Regions from separate parts of the Anser cygnoides genome. Here region 2 is linked to region 1. The links are chromatin contacts, called in public Hi-C maps. All regions are on one chromosome and are shown on one strand. Each heading gives the region's core, a stretch centred on a gene start, on an enhancer-like site or on the middle of the called end of the contact. The rest is flanking DNA. Distances are from core to core; before and after follow the strand shown.

The links. A called contact is a pair of places that touch in the nucleus more often than the background predicts.
Region 2: a contact with region 1 is called in a Hi-C map of liver, with 2.4 times the contacts expected there. The contact joins the promoter of DAP3 here to the promoter of TRIM46 in region 1. A contact is called at or near these places in 2 of 7 Hi-C or Micro-C datasets (both in liver).

What each region holds. Positions count from the first base shown.
Region 1 is chr33:3,173,290-3,176,225 of Taihu_goose_T2T_genome, forward strand. TRIM46 (tripartite motif containing 46) reads left to right here and starts at 1,640. Exons shown (of 10, transcript XM_066985841.1): 1 at 1,640-1,798. The coding sequence starts at 1,736. It overlaps KRTCAP2 (keratinocyte associated protein 2), which reads right to left and starts at 1,251. Exons shown (of 5, transcript XM_066985848.1): 1 at 1,103-1,251; 2 at 442-596; 3 at 304-367; 4 at 1-14. The coding sequence starts at 1,106.
Region 2 is chr33:3,325,970-3,328,936 of Taihu_goose_T2T_genome, forward strand. It overlaps DAP3 (death associated protein 3), which reads left to right and starts at 1,519. Exons shown (of 13, transcript XM_066985908.1): 1 at 1,519-1,670; 2 at 1,917-1,996; 3 at 2,948-2,967. The coding sequence starts at 2,953. It overlaps ASH1L (ASH1 like histone lysine methyltransferase), which reads right to left and starts at 1,425. Exons shown (of 28, transcript XM_066985888.1): 1 at 1,254-1,425.

The DNA of each region.
Region 1 (2,936 bases), core at 390-2,889:
GAGGCAGGTGAGAACTGCAGGGAAAAACAGGAGAGAGGAGAGATGCAGTCACACCGTTCCGTCAGCTGCACAGCCCCTCCTGAGAACCTCAGCAACGCGGCGAGACAAACCCACATAAAGCACAGAGGGAAAGAGCAGGATGGGCTCTTCCCCTAGCTGATGGCTGGCATGCCGAGGTGCCCAGGGAAGCAGAGCATCCGCTGGGAAGAGCCGCGCTGCGTGCCCTCTGCAAACCCAACGTGGGGCTGCACGCCCAGCGCCCGCAGCCGACGGCGCCTTCCCCTCCCCGCTGGTGGCACTTACTCTCGGGGAATATCTTGGCCTGGAAGCCTTTGCCAAACACCAGGTTCTCGAGGTTGTTGAAGGCCTGCGCAGGGGGTTAAGGCACGGAACCGGGAACCACCTCCCCAGCCCCGCTCCCCGCGCGGCCCCAAAGGATACGGTGAGGGAGCAGACGAAGAGCGCGGCGCCCAGCAGCCCGCCCTGGATGGTGAGCCACTCGGTGGAGGCCAGCTGCCGGCTGTACATCTGCATCCCGGCGAACAGCAGCAGCGACAGCAGCGACGAGAGCGCCAGCGACGTGCCCGTGCCTACGGCTGCGGCACAGCCCCGGCTCAGCAGGGTGGGGGGCTGACCCCCAAAGACCCCTCAAGGCCCTGAAAGCCCCCTGAAGCCTCCCCAAGGCCCTGATTGCCCCCTGACCCCCCCCCCAGGGCCCCGATCGCCCTCTGCACCCCCCCCCGAAGCCCCCCCACCCACTCAGGCCCCGGTCCCAGTCCCTGCAGCCCCCCGAGGCCCCCCTCGCCCCCTGAGGCCCCGGTCCTGGAGCCTACAGCCCCCCCCCCCACGCCCCGATCGCCCCCTGCAGCCCCCCCAAGGCCCTGATCGCCCCCCCCGGGGCCTCCCCCGCTCCCTGAGGCCCCGGGCCCGGTCCCCGCAGCCCCCCCCCGGGGCTGCAGCCTCCCCCCCGAGTCCCCCCCGCCCCCTCAGGCCCCGGTCCCGGTCCCTGAACCCCCCTTCAAGGCCTCGATCGCCCCCTGACGCCCCCCTCAGGGCCCCGATCGCCCCCCGCAGCCCCCCCCCACCCCCCCGGTCCCGTTACCCATGGTGCCCCGCGGCGTCGCCCCCCCGGCCCTTTCCCCTCCCGGCCCCGCCGCCGCCGCTCCCCCCGCACTGCGCAGGCGCGCCCCGGATCCGCGCACGCGCACTGCGCGGCCCCCCCAACGGGACACGGCGGCAGCCGCGGGCACGCGCGGCTCATGCGCGCCCCCGCGCGGGGCTCGGCCGCGGCTCGGGCGCCCCCTAGCGGCCGGGCGCGGCGCTGCAGGCCCCGCCGGTCCGCGCGCCCCCCGGCGGCGGGGAGCGGGGCGCGGGGAGGCCCCGGGGCACCGGGCGGGGGCGCGGCCGCCCCCCCCAGCAGCCCGCCCCCTCCTCTCCCACCCCCCCCAACCCTCCAGCCGGCTCCGTTCGGCCCCTTCCCGGCTCCGCAGCGGGCCCCGGGCCCGGCGCCGCGCTGCCGTCCGCGAGGAGCCGCCGGGGGCCGCCCCGGGGAGCGGAGGGGGCGTCCCGGTACCGGCCCGGTGCCGCCGCCCCCCGCCGCCCCCCCCTCTCCGGGGCGGGTCCCTCGGAGCATGCGCGCCGCCGCCCCCCCCCGCCCTCCCCCCGGTTCCGCCGCTCCCTGCACCAGAACCGGGCGGCCGCTGCTGCCGCCGGGACCGGCCCCGGGCGCGGAGCCATGGCCGAGGGCGAGGACCTGCAGACCTTCACCTCCATCATGGACGCCCTCGTCCGCATCAGCGTGAGCGGCGGCGGGGATCGAGCGGGGACCGAGCGGGGACCGAGCGGGGACCGAGCGGGGCCGGGCCGGGCTCTCCCGGGACCGGCGTCGCCATGGCAACGCGGCGGGGCGGCGGCGGGGCCGGGGCGGCGGCGATGGCCGCGGGGGGGGGGGGGGAGCGGCCGGGGTGCCCTTGAGGGCCCGGCAGGCCGCGGAGAGGCCTCGCTGCCTCGGCCCGTTCCCCGCCGGGCCCGGGGGGGCCGGATCGGCCCTCACCGAGCCCCGGGCGGGGCGCACCGGGCACCGGGGAAAGCTCCCCGAGGCCTCCCAGGACGCCGAGAGCCCAGCGCCCCCCGCGGGGACCGGGGCGGGGAGTGCCCGGTGCTGCCCGTGCGCCGTGGTGGGGGTCCTGGGGCTGGGGCTGGTCCTGCTCCGGACCTGATCCCGGTGCTGGCCTCAGCCTGCATGCAGGTCCTGGTCCCTGTCCTGGTCCTGGTCCTGATTTTGGCCTTGATGCCAGTCCCTGATCCTGGTCTTTGATCCTGGTCCTGATCCTGGTCTCGATGCCGGTCCCTATCCTGGCCCTGATCCTGGCCCTGGTTCTGGTCTCAGTGCTGGTCCCTGATCCTGGCCCTGATCCTGATCTCAATGCTAGTCCTGATCCTGGCCTTGATGCCGGTCCTTATCCTAGTCCTGATCCTGGTCTCGATGTCGGTCCCTATCCTGGCCCAGATCCTGCTCCTGGTCCTGGTCCTGGCCCTGATTTTGGCCTTGATGCCAGTCCCTGATCCTGGTCCTTGATCCTGGTCCTGATCCTGGTCTCGATGCCAGTCCTTATCCTAGTCCTGATCCTGGTCTTGGTGCCGGTCCCTATCCTGGCCCTGATCCTGGTCTTGATGCCGGTTCCTGGTCCTGGTCCTGATCCTGGTCCTGCTCCTGGTCTTGATGCCGGTCCTTATCCTGGTTCTGATCCTGGCCCTGATCCTGGTCTCAATGCCAGTCCTGTTCCTGGCCCTGATCCTGGTCTCAATGCCGGTCCTTATCCTAGTCCTGATCCTGGTGTTGATGCCGGTTCCTTTCCTGGTCCTGGTCCCTGCTCCTGGTCCTGCTCCTGGTCTTGATGCCGGTCCTTATCCTGGCCCTGATCCTGGTCTTGGTG
Region 2 (2,967 bases), core at 269-2,768, 150 kb after region 1:
CAGCTGCTAGAACAACTCCATTCACACGGAGGCGGAAACACCAGGGATGGTCTCCAGGTCCTCATGGATGACCATGCGAAACACAAAGCGTTCAGGATTAACCCCCAAAATCTTACACGCTCCCACATTCACAGAAAGCACTGCTTTTGCAGGTGCAATCTACGGTAACACAAGGAAGACAGCCCAAACAAATAACACGAGATGCAAAAAGGCATGCTGTTCTTGAGAATGAAAACTAAGTGTATGTAAACGTATGGCCATAAAGTCAAAGAAAATTTATTTAACCACACATGCAGCAGGGCCAGCTCCCCCAAACTCTACTGACAAGACTGGAAAGCCAGTGCAAGATCCCACTGCCTCGTTTCTCTGACCTGCTCCTGATAACGCACAACTACCAAGAGTGCGAATCTATGTCCTGAGGCCATCGCATGGAACCCACGCTCCAAGTTGTTTCCAGTTCTCTGCTAAGTAATTAACGGGGTGAAGGAACCACAAAACCAAGGGTGCAAAGCAGAAGCTACAAACTCCGGGGATTATCTAATACAAAGAAAAGGATAGCAACACGGTTTGGCTTCTGGTCTGACAACCGAGTCAAGCTGAGGACCCACCAAATCCCAGATTACCGGCCGGGAAACTAAACGAGATTAAAACCGCAACGGAAGGGAAATTTTGTGAGTATGATTTGGGGCGGGGGGGGGAGGCCCGCAAGCAGAGGAGCCCACCCGAACCAGCCGGCATCCCGACGAGCGGAAAGCCGCCTACTCCGCGAAAGGCGACTCGGGGAGAGCCCAGCGGGGCCCGGCTGCCGAGGGGGCTCCCCGGGAACCGGCTGCCGCCCCCCGGGCCCAGCTGTCAGGCGGCACCGCGCCCCCCGCCCGGCCCGGCCCCACGCGGGGGCACGGCCGGCGGCCTCCCCCACCCCCCCCCGAGGGGCTCCGGACGCACCGCGGGCACCCCGGGCCCCGCTCCTGTCACCGGGGAGCCTCCCCCGCCGCGTCCCGGCCCGGCCGCCGGGGATCCCCCACCACCGCCGCCGCCGCCGCCGCCTCGGCAGGCCGCGCCGCCGGGGCTGCCCCGAGCCCGCCGGCAGGGCCGCGGCGGGGGTGCGGGGCGGCGCGGCCTGGGCGCCGGTGCGCGGCGGGGCGGCCCCGCGGCGGCTCCCGGCCGGGCTCCCCTCCCCCCGGGCTCCGGGCCTGAGGCGGTCCCGGTCCCCGCCCGCCGCCCGCTCGCTCGCCCGCCCGCCCGCTCCTCACCGTGTCAGCGACAACGCGGCCGAGGCCGAGGCCGGGCTCCTCCGCGCCGCATCCTCCCGGCCGCCCAGCGCGGACGGGGCCAGGGCGGGACCCGGACCGAGCGGCCGCCGCTCCGGCCCTGCTCCGAGCCGAGGCAGCGACACCAAAATGGCGGCGGCTCCTGCTCCTCCGCGAGAGAGCGCCCGGCCACGCCCCCCCCGCGCGCCAGGCCACGCCCCCGCCCGCGGCCACACCCCGGGGTGGCCCCGCCCCCAGCTCCTCGCCCCGGGGGGGGCGGTGCCGGGATCCGCGGCCGTGCCCCCCGGGTGGGGCCGGCCCGGGCCGAGCCCGCCCCGCGCCGCCTTTGGGCCTCGCGGGGACCCGTAGCGGGCTCGCGCGGGCCGCGGCCTTGCCTCGCCGTGGAGCCTGGCGCCTGAGGTGAGTGCGGGGGCGGGGGGCGGGGGGCAGGAGCGGTTTTAATCTCCTCTTTCCCTGCCGCCCCGCTCTGAAGGAGCGCCAGACTTCCCAGAGGAGCCCTTACGGCGCGCTCTGTGCTTGCGGAGTTCTGTCAGGGCGGCGGGGATGCCCCGAACAAACAGGGACCAGCGCACCTGGCCGTGCTTGAGCCTTGCGAGCCGTGTCTGAGGAAACGGGGCTTCACCCTGCTCTTTGTTATCGTCGCAGCTGGGGCTGGAAACAAACGGGAGCCGTTCCCCTGACGGACTGAGTTTCTTCCCCCCTGCCCGCCGGACGTGCACAGCAAGGTAAAATGACCTGAAAGGCCCTGTGGGCTCATCGCTTCCCTTATTCCCGAAGCAGAAAAACTGGAGCTTGGTCTTCAAATGTGTATTGTGCAGTAGGTGAAAGAATGCAAAGCGTCCTTACAAAACTCCCATCCTTCAGTGGGAGGTTATTTTCTTGTCCCGTGTGCTCACAGCTGTAAGCATTGTTCTGTACAGTCCGAGCAGCTTCAACGTGCTTAGCGTTAGCGCTGCAGTTAACCATGAGTTCCACAAAGACACAAATTCCTCCTAAGGAATTACAGAGTAATTATCTTGCTTTGACTGTACCATGTGTCTCACCACAACCAAGGATTCTTACAGCATCTCGTTAGGGTATTGTCACTTTCTTCTAAGAAAGTGGATGGAGAAGGCCTTGAATGCTAACGGAGGCGATTTAACTAATTTACTTACGTTTTTGCCTCTGTTGCATCACAATTGCTCGAGTGTATTTTTTTTCCTCCTGTCATAACCAAAGATGTCTGAGCAGTAGATACTGATACGTGGTTATGCTGAAGCTGAAAGCATAGAAGCACTTTCAATCTCTTCCTTATTTCAGTTTCTTCAAAATATTCGCTGTGTAGCCCTTGCTGTTACATTTCTAACAGCTGCAGTCAAAATAAATGCCCATCCCCAGGAAAAGAATCTGTCTTCCTCATGAGAAGAATGAAAGATCTTTGCTTATCAAATAAGTTGCTTGTTTTTCTCCCCAAATGCTTTTCCAAAATGGCAACATAACTAATGGAATATTTTTTCAGATAGGCAAATTATGCTGACTAATAGTCAGCTGTATTTCTGTAGAGCAATCTGAGAGCTTGTGTGAATTATTTGTGTGCTTGGACTTTAACCTCTTTGGGCAGGAGTGATTCTCCCCCAGGCTAAGATACATTAATCAAAATAATCAAAACAATGGAAAATTCACTTCTGTCTCTGCAGGAAAAATGCTGAGAAGTCTG